Regions from separate parts of the Sus scrofa genome. Here region 1 is linked to region 2. A link is a contact called in public HiChIP or PLAC-seq data. All regions are on one chromosome and are shown on one strand. Each heading gives the region's core, a stretch centred on a gene start, on an enhancer-like site or on the middle of the called end of the contact. The rest is flanking DNA. Distances are from core to core; before and after follow the strand shown. Region 1 overlaps IL20RB (interleukin-20 receptor subunit beta). Region 2 holds the start of STAG1 (cohesin subunit SA-1).

The links. HiChIP or PLAC-seq counts read pairs in DNA pulled down with a chosen protein or histone mark.
Region 1: an H3K27ac HiChIP or PLAC-seq map of skeletal muscle shows a contact between it and region 2, with 3 times the contacts expected there. The contact joins the enhancer-like site here to the promoter of STAG1 in region 2. A contact is called at or near these places in 1 of 5 promoter capture datasets (liver), 17 of 47 Hi-C or Micro-C datasets (alveolar macrophages, brain, embryonic fibroblasts and 8 more) and 2 of 2 datasets of contacts at active chromatin or transcription factors (alveolar macrophages and skeletal muscle).

What each region holds. Positions count from the first base shown.
Region 1 is chr13:77,977,633-77,982,369 of Sscrofa11.1, reverse strand. All of the region lies in intron 5 of IL20RB (interleukin-20 receptor subunit beta), which reads right to left. Among named protein-coding and RNA genes, the nearest start is that of IL20RB, 34 kb to the right of the region's middle. Within about 2 kb of position 2,314, at least 25 of the 83 cell types and tissues checked have an H3K27ac peak or open chromatin away from gene starts, as enhancers often do. A contact at or near this core is called in fetal skeletal muscle, liver, omental adipose tissue and 2 more, where this site is marked.
Region 2 is chr13:77,860,402-77,864,754 of Sscrofa11.1, reverse strand. It overlaps STAG1 (cohesin subunit SA-1), which reads left to right and starts at 1,258. Exons shown (of 38, transcript XM_021071121.1): 1 at 1,258-1,717. It also overlaps a transcript of NCK1 not described here.

The DNA of each region.
Region 1 (4,737 bases), core at 1,065-3,564, 120 kb before region 2:
TGTGCACCTGAAATTCTATCGGAAATGGACCCTTTATATGGTTATTTCCCTGGCCCCTCACTCCAGGGCTCCCTACCAACGCACTGGGTTCTGGGAGGCAACTCTGCTGGGTCACTGAATTCAGGACCAAAAGAGGGAAAATGAGGGAAGGTGTTAGGAATGGAATAGCCTGGGAGTAGAAGGTAAGCAAGGGGTCAGAGTTGAGAGGAAAACCACAAAGGGTCACTACTGGATGGAGTCCAGCTGAGGAGGCTGGACATTTCACCATCTGTGGGAAAGAAGAGCTGGGGACCAGCTGAACCAGGGATGCTCCCCTCCCAACATCATCATTTGGGGTTCACTCAGGGTTTCTTCTTTTATTGCAGGGCTCTGCTTCCATTTATGGCAAGAGGAGCACCAATCGTTTCACAGATAACAATTTCAAAAACAGATCAAAATATAAAACCAACTTCCATAAGTCACTGGAGAGCCACCAAAAGTTGACACTTGGAAGAAGGGAATGTCTCTGGGTGAATTTCCCATTTTTTGCATTTCTGTGTCTGAGAGCAGGTCTCTCTTGGTGCCATGAACAGTGACAGTCTTGCTGGCTTGAAGAACCAGAAAACGGATATGGGTAACATAAGTTAGAAACTGAGAAGGCCAGAGTTAAGTGTTAATGAACTAAACATTCCAATTAAATGATAGAGATTGTTGAAATGGATTTGCTTTTAAAAAAAAAAAAAGTTACGCTGCTTCAAGAGACACCCTTCAAATATGAGGACACAGATAAGTTTAAGGTAAAAATATGGAAGATACACCCTACAAAGAGTAAACAAAAAAGGGCTAAGAGTTTCTGTGTGGCTCGTGGGTTAAGGATCTGGCATTGTCACTGCTGTTGCTGGGGTCACTGCTATGGCCCAAGTTCAATCCCTGGCTCAGGAATTTCTACATGCCGTGGGCACAGCCAAAACCAAACAAACAAAGGCTATATTGATATCAGGATAAGAAATATTGCCAGAGATAAAGAGAGACGGTTCATGATGATAAAAGACTCAATTACTCAGGAAGACCTATCACTCATAAATATGTATGCACCTAAAACAGCTCAAAATACATGAAAATTTGACACAAAAGGACAAACAGACACATGCACACTCATAGAGAATTTGTTGTCTCTCTCTCAATAACTAATAGAACTATACCAAAAATAATCAGTAAGGACAAAGATGATCTGAACAGTATGATCAAACATTTTGGCCCAATTGATACCTCTAAAACAGCACCCTGACAACTGCCCAATGCACATCCTTTTATGCTTCAGGAAACTCTGAGACCCTCCAGTTCTTGCCGAAGGGGATGCAGGCCCACCCTATGCCCTGTGTTGATACATCCCGCTGTCTTTATGTTTAGCAGTAAAGCATTTAGTCGTCTGAGTGCCTGGACGGGGAACTGATGGTAAGCGTTATGCAAAGGGGCAAATGAAATGAGCCAATTATCTGTAAAGCCCTTAACTCTGGACCAGTGTGCCCTAAAGTTGTGACTCCCTGAAGTCCTGGAAAGAAAGAGGGCTGACACTAGGCAAACAGGGTGGGGGTGTCCTGAGGACTGGACTGCTGGGAGGATTAGTCCTCCTGTGAATCAGGATCATGGCCTGTGCTCTCAGGGCCATGAGATGTCACAAGGGTGCTTCCTTCCTGGGTGATTCCAGGGTGATAAGGAATGACAGGAATGTATAGCTTGCAGGCAAATTCTGGCTCTAGTTGTTTCTGAGAAGCTAACTGCCAACCCCCTCCTGCCAGGAGAGAACTGTGAGAAATCCCTGAAGGGACAGGGATGGGTTTCCTTTTGTCTGTTATTATTTTGTTGTCTTTTGTTGCACTGGTTGGTGTGCTGAGGTCTTGGGGGCTGGGGTGGGGGTGCACAGGAAGCATAGCGACCATGGTGGGAGCCCTGGAGCCCTGCTTTTGCTCCCTGACTCTAGCATAGGCGTCCAGGGCCTCTCCCCACTGGAGAGACTCAGACCTATGGCCCAGTGCCATCAGGAGTAGGATAAGTGTCCTGGCTTGTGAGGAGCTGGGGGACTCCTCACCCTGGGTTGTTACCGGGCAGGTACCGAGAGTCCCCCTGTACCCAGCCAAAGGCAGAGCACAGTCTGTGGGCCCCACATTCACATACATGCCCTTCACCCTGAGAGCTCATGAGGTTCTTGGTTTATGAATCGACAGTGTTGTGTTGGAACATGTTACAGGAGGCAGCTGCTGCTGTAATGATGGGAGGGGCCCAGAACACTTGGCAGGCCCGTCCCGAGGGTAAGACCAGGCATGACTCCTGACACGCCGGGCCTCCTGGGCTGGGCTACACTCCTGATGCCTTGGCTGTGCCAGGCCCCGGGGGCAAGCAGCAGAGGCCTGAGGGGACCCTGAGGAAGGCCACCCCTCCCTGGAGAAGGGAGATCTCCCATCCCTTTTGACCTAAAGGGAAGGCCCATAAGTGCTCTTCTCCCCTCTTTGTGCAAATGCTTGGAGACCCACGACACGTGTGCCCAGGCCCCACAGAGGCCTACATGACATCTGGTCAGGGCGGTGCTTTGAAAGGAAAATAGAACACAGTTACCAAGGTGTCGGGGAGCACCACCACAGGGCAACAGGAGCGCCGGAGCAGCCGGCCCATTTTCCAGACGGAGAACGGCACAACCACGAGGACGAGCATGAAGCCCACAAATGCAAACAGGGCCAGTGCCAGGGGCAGGCTCTCTCCTGGAAACAGAAAGACAGGAAGCAGCTTAGGAGACAAACTCGCCAATCCTGGTCTTCCCTCACTCTCTTGGAGTTGGCTCTGCAGACTGCCCAAGAGAGCAGCTGCCAACACGCTGAGACTTGACAGATGCCCTCATGACCAAAATGACCACCATTAAAACACTTTTCCTAGAATCCAGATCAAGACTTGGTTTTCAGAAAGCCCCACAGGGAAGATTACACCCTTTTTCTTGGGAAGGGAAAGGGAGGAGCATTATCTGTTAAACCCTAGCTGTGTTTGCACATACCTCGGCGCCTCTGCCAGAAGGAAGGCAGAGTGCCAGGCCCCGGGCAGGATGAGGGGGAGGCACCTAAAGAGAACGGCACAGAAGGGTGCTGGGCTGCAACTGAAAACAAAGTGTGTTTCACAATTTGGTCTTGGCAATGATTCAGGCTGTGGAGGAAAATACTGGGCTCAGAAAACAGTCACACAATAACTCTGACGTATCAAGCCCCTCCAGTGGTTAAGTGACTTACCCCAGATCACACAGGTAGAACTGGCTCCAAATTCCACTAAGGGATGTATCAGAAAGTGCCATGTCTGAGCCATCTGCAGATGCAGGAGGAACCTCTAGCAATTCATTTAGCCCCTCTGGGCTGGGCTGCTCACCCAGATGTGAATGGTGGCACAGCCCATGTGGCTGCAGAGAAGCTAGTGGGCTCTCCCAGGGGGCTGGGGGTACCATCGTTTGAATCAATGCTTTTGGAAAATATTTTGGCCATACACATCAAGAGATACAATAATGTTCAAACCCTTTCACCACTCCTTTGAGTGGATTCCAAAAAAATAATTCCAAGGAAGGAAACAATTACATGCAGAGAGCAGTTCATGGCAACATCTGGATTAGAACAACAACCTGGTAACCAGTCTCCCTCTCTGCCCAAAGCAGCACACCTGCATGTCCTTCCACCCCCAGCGTACTCCGGTGTGTTTTCTCATAGCACATACCACCAAGGGAAACTATCTCATTTGCTTACTTCTTTGTAATCTGTCTCCCCAACTAAAAGCAAAGCTCCGTGAGGGCAGGAACGTCCCAGCTGTGACAAAGCCAGCGCTTGGCACATAGTCAGTGCTCAATAATTATTCACTGAATGAATAAATGAATGATTCAGTGAACGGACATCATCTCCAAAAGCAGATGGAAATGATCTAAATAGCCCCCAATAGAGGATGATGGAATACATTATCAGCATGGCACTTAGGAGTTCCTCTATTACAATGAGAACTAAGATATATCCAAGCTCCTTCACTGCAGCACGGGTTGCAGTGGCAAAAGACTGGAAAGCACAGAAGACACTTATTAATAGCCCAGGTACATATAGTTTGACATATCTATATATTGGCTTGATATGCATCTTCTTTGGAGAGGTAGATCCATATGTACTGACATGAAAAGATGTTCACAATAGATTCCAAGTGAAGATAGGCCAGGGACAGAGCAGTGAGCACAGAATGGTCCCATCTGTGCCTGTGAATACTAGCATCACACACTGACTGGAAGATTAACTCCAAACTTGCCAAAGGAAATCTTGGGGAGATTGGAGTGGTATGGGGAGAATGGAGAATATGGACCTCTTTATGTACTTTTGCATTGTTTGAATTTTTTAGCAAGCTTTACTTATACGGTTTTAAAAAGTAATATAAAATAGTAATCAGAAAATCTACAGGGAAAATGTTACGGAGATAATATTTGTGAAAAAATAAAAATACAAAGAATATGCATGATACAGAGTTCCTGTTGTGGGTTAAGAATGTCTGTGAAGATGCGGGTTCAATCCCTGGCTTTGCTCTGTGGGTTAAGAATCCAGCGTTGTTGCAGGCTGTGGCTGTGGCATAGGCTGCAGCTGTAGCTATGATTCAATCCCTAGCCCAGGAACCTCCATACACTACAGGTGTGGCCATTTAAAAAAAAAAAAAAGAATATGCATAATATAAATACACCATACGTCTACACAAAGGATA
Region 2 (4,353 bases), core at 9-2,508:
TATTTGCTCACCACCCAATACAGGATTAGAAATTTCTCCTTACCTTCTTTCCTAACTCTCATGGTTTCTTACCAAATCCAACGGCCAGAATTATTTTTAGGTAACTAATTCCTTAGTTAGACATTAACTGAGCGCACATAATGTTAGGGTTCTCAGACCCGAACAAAATCCAGCTTCCCGAGTTTCTGACGGCTAATTTAACTTTTATGGACACAGATAAGAAAGGTTACAAAACCAACTATCGAGATACATTCTTTTTACTGGATATATTAGAACACAATATAGTCAAAAGCTCATAGTTCAATCAACTCTCGTACTAATCTACCGCAAATCCACAAGATTAAAATAACCCGTATTTTTCCAGTAGAAGGGAAAGGAGGGGGGGACTGGAGGGGGCGTATGGCGCATCACCAGGATGTCCACCCCCAACACAGGGAAACGCTCCTTACCCCCACTCTCAAGCTGGGGGTGTGCACGCCCCTGTCCTCGTCTACCACGTCCCTACCTTCGCGGCCTCGGACTGCGCCACAACAGCCAACACGACTTTTGGTTAGGAAAAGAAACGGGGTGGGGGACACGCGCCACACATTCGACCTCCCAGCCTCACGGGGCCGCAGGCCGCTGCGCTCAACACGACCGGACTCCCAAAGGATGGAGAGGGAGGCCGCGGGGCCGCGCCGCCCAGGGCAGTGGCCAGAGGGTCGCGCGCAGCAGCCAGGCAAATGCCTAGGCCGGGACGAGCGGCCTCCCCGCCCCCTCCGGCTCAACTCGGGGCCGGCAGACGGCGCCCCCGGGGGCTAACTTCGCCGGGGAAGAGGAAGTGCCGCGGCAAGTAACAGGCTGTGAAGACTCTGGAAGCAAGGAAAAGCTGTCCGTGCGTCTGCCTGCCGGCAGGACCGTCTCACCTCCCCTCTTGCCGAGCCCAGGCGGCCCCAGCTCACCTGAGGAGGGCACCGGGATGCCACCGCGGCCACCGCGATGGCCGTTAGGGCACGAGGCCTCCGCTCTGCCGCCGCGTAGCTCTGGGGAGAGGGGCGGGGCGCGCGGCGAGTGGGCGGGGCTGCTGTGCGGACTGGCTGCGAGGCCGCGGGCGGATCCGCGCGGGCAGGAAACCCCCTCCCTGCCCCATCTAATAGGCTCAGCCGCTCCGTTCCCTCCTATCACTGACGCGAGAGCGATCTGCGCTGCGCCACGAGTGGGCGGGCCCCTCTGTCAATCAAGCGTTGTGCTGGGTGTGGAGTGAGCTGAGAAGGCTCCGCAGACAGCTTTGAGCGAGCGGGCGAGGAACGCCGGGCCTGCATCTGATTCTTGTAGCTTTTGTCTCTCTAGCTGATTACTTTGGACTTTCTCAGCGCCACAGGAGAGAACCCACAACAGAAATGACGGCTTCCCGAGGTCAGCCCTTGCTATTCTGGACGCTTCCTCCTGGTTTCCGCATCTGAAGAAGGTCTTGCCAGCAAAAGGTTTTTAAGGGCGGGGAACTTAAAAAGCAAAACAAACATAAAGACCTGGAAATGGGGACCTGAGAGGAAAATGTCAGACATATGCTTAAATTGAGCAGCAAACAGAAATAAGCTGAGTCTGAAGGCCTTCGAAGGGTCCTGGTGCGTGGGTAGCTTCCCGTCTTGGCTGCAGAAGCCTTGCTGTGAGGAGAGCAGTGATCTTTGGTGCCAGGTCTGCCCATTCTTAGCGGCCCAGCCCCAGTCACCGGCCATCAGTAAGTTGGTTCTCCCGCGACGCCAGCACTGCAGCCACCCTCCATTCCCTGCCATCTCTGTAGCTCTGCTTAGGTGTTGCCCCCTTAGGGAAGACTGCCAAGGTGCACAGATATTGTCCCCACCTAAGCTGTTGAAAGAGTCAGTCCGTCTCCCTACCGACACTGTACATTCAGTTAAATCAGGAGCCATGTCAGTATACAGTTTTTCCCCAGTGCCAAGCACATGCTAGATCGTCAGTAAATATTGTTTAGGCATTAATACATCTTCCAATCCCATTTTTAATCCTGGCCCTAAATTCCAAGAGTTTCTGCTTTTCTATATTTAACTTCAAAATTGTTTGCGTGCTGATAGAGGTGTGTGGTTCACTTGCTATATATAGGATCACAAGGTCAAGCACAAAACACCTATGGTCCAGCCCTTCCTGGCCTCAAGTTGGCTAGAGCAAGTAGACCACACTGAACTCCAGGCAGCAACAACTCTACATCTATATCCCATAACTAGCATCTAAAGTGAATAATGTAAGTGAATTTTGGATTATTCAAAGGGTCTAAATACCTTTGCATATTTTATCATGGACTGAATTGTGTTCCCTACCAAAATTCATGTTGAAGCCCTATCCCCCAATGTGAATGTATTTAAAAGTACATTCTAAATGTATTCTAGAAAGGCCTCCTAGGACCTTTAGGAGGTAACTAAGGTCAACTGAGGTGGTAAGAGTGAGGCCCTAATCCTATAGGATGTGCCCTTGTAAGATACAGCAAGCCCTGTAGCTTGCTCTCTGTCTTCACAACTAGAAGACACACTGAGAAGGCAGCCATGTGCACGCCAGGAAGAGAGCTCTTGCCAAAAACTAACTTTGCTGGCACTCAGATGTGGGACTTTCAGTCTCCAGAACTGTGAGAATTAAATTTCTGTTGTTTAGGCCACCCAGTCTGTGGTATTTTGCTGTAGCAGCCCAAGCTAACTAATACAGTAGTTTTATTTGTTGATACATCTTAGTAAAGTTCATGGATAGAGCTATTATTACATTCATTATTGAAGCTGGAGAAACCATGGTCCAGAGGTTGAAACTATTTCTCCAGAATCACATATCAAACTACACCTTGCTAAATTCTAGTTACATATTTAACATGTGATAAGGTTAGGAGATGTGAATAAAAATATAACAGATAAAATGGTCCTTTCCATCAGGTAGCTTATGACCCTAAAATATCATTTTAAGTGGGGAAAATAAGCCCAGAAAAAAAATATGCTGAAGTCATAACTTTAGATTTTATTTTGTAAGAGAATATGTATTTTGAATGGGCCAATGATCTGAATAAACTCTTCATGAGATTTTGATCCAGATCTCTTAACTATGGCATGCCACCTATTGAAGCAATAGAAGTGAGGGGAAGAGCTTTTTCATAAGAGGATTTTAGTTATTTGTAAACATGTTTTTTCCTTTTAGTTTTCCTTTAAATTTCCTCATTGCCCATTCTTACTAGGAACTCTGAAAAAAGAAAAACAAAAAAAAATCTTAGAAAAAGAGATAGAATTAAAGAAGAAAAATAAGGGAAAAACAATGAAAGAGGAAAGCATTAGGTAGAAGGGTAGATAGGCAGAAAGTGATGTATGAAATTATATTACAGTGTACTTAGAAGAAATAGAGTCCATGACCTTATGAGGTGGGAGTTGTCCCAAAGACTCCCTTTCACACTCTGTATCTCCCCACCTTCCAAATTTAAATATGCAGTTGGCTCCTCCTTCCTCTCATTTAGTGGAACTCACATCAAAAAATGAGAATCACTCCTAATTAGTTCTGAGTGGACTAAGGAGTAGTCAGAATCAGGAAACAACACTTAGGTGAAAACTTATGACTAATAGACTAGAAATGGGGCCTCAGATATGGGAACTAATCTGTCTAGGATAAAAACATGTAGGCAGCTCACTTCATTCATCTCAAAGAAAAGAATTTGGGAAGACAAGGGAAAAATGAGGCTCCATGTCTCAAGACCTTTCCCAGGAAACTATTGATAGCTTATATGTAGAAGTGATTAGGGAGAATGATCTGGTTTGGCATCAATGTAAGATAGAACTATTTAGGACAAAAACAAGAAACAGAGAAAAAGAAAAAAACCCACCCTACCTACTAATCAGTAAGCAGTAACTAATCACATGTTTGACTGTGAAATACAGAAATTAGTGGGCCCTGGTAGCTAAATTTCTGGATTAAATACTGTTATGCTTTATGCTTTTATGGGAGTTAATACAACAAAAATATATTGCATCTACTCTGGTGGGCACTACAATTGGTACCAGAGATCTAAAGATCAGTCAAACTTAAAGGAGCTTCAACCAATTACAGAGAATAAGATTTAAACAGATAACGTATTATTTATATAGTAAATACAGCAATAGATATGTACAGGGGGACATTAGGCAACAGGGGGAGAAGAGGTATGTGGTTAGGCTATTCAGGCAATTAAGTAGGCAAAGGAGAAAGGCCTTCCAATTAGAGGGGCCTGCATTTTAAAAGGCATTATATAATATTAGAATATTGCAAGAGCAGAAAAACTAACAAAAGTAAACAAGAGTGGATTATGCAAGTTAAGGCCCTTGGATTTTATCATATAGGCAATGAGACCCATCAAAG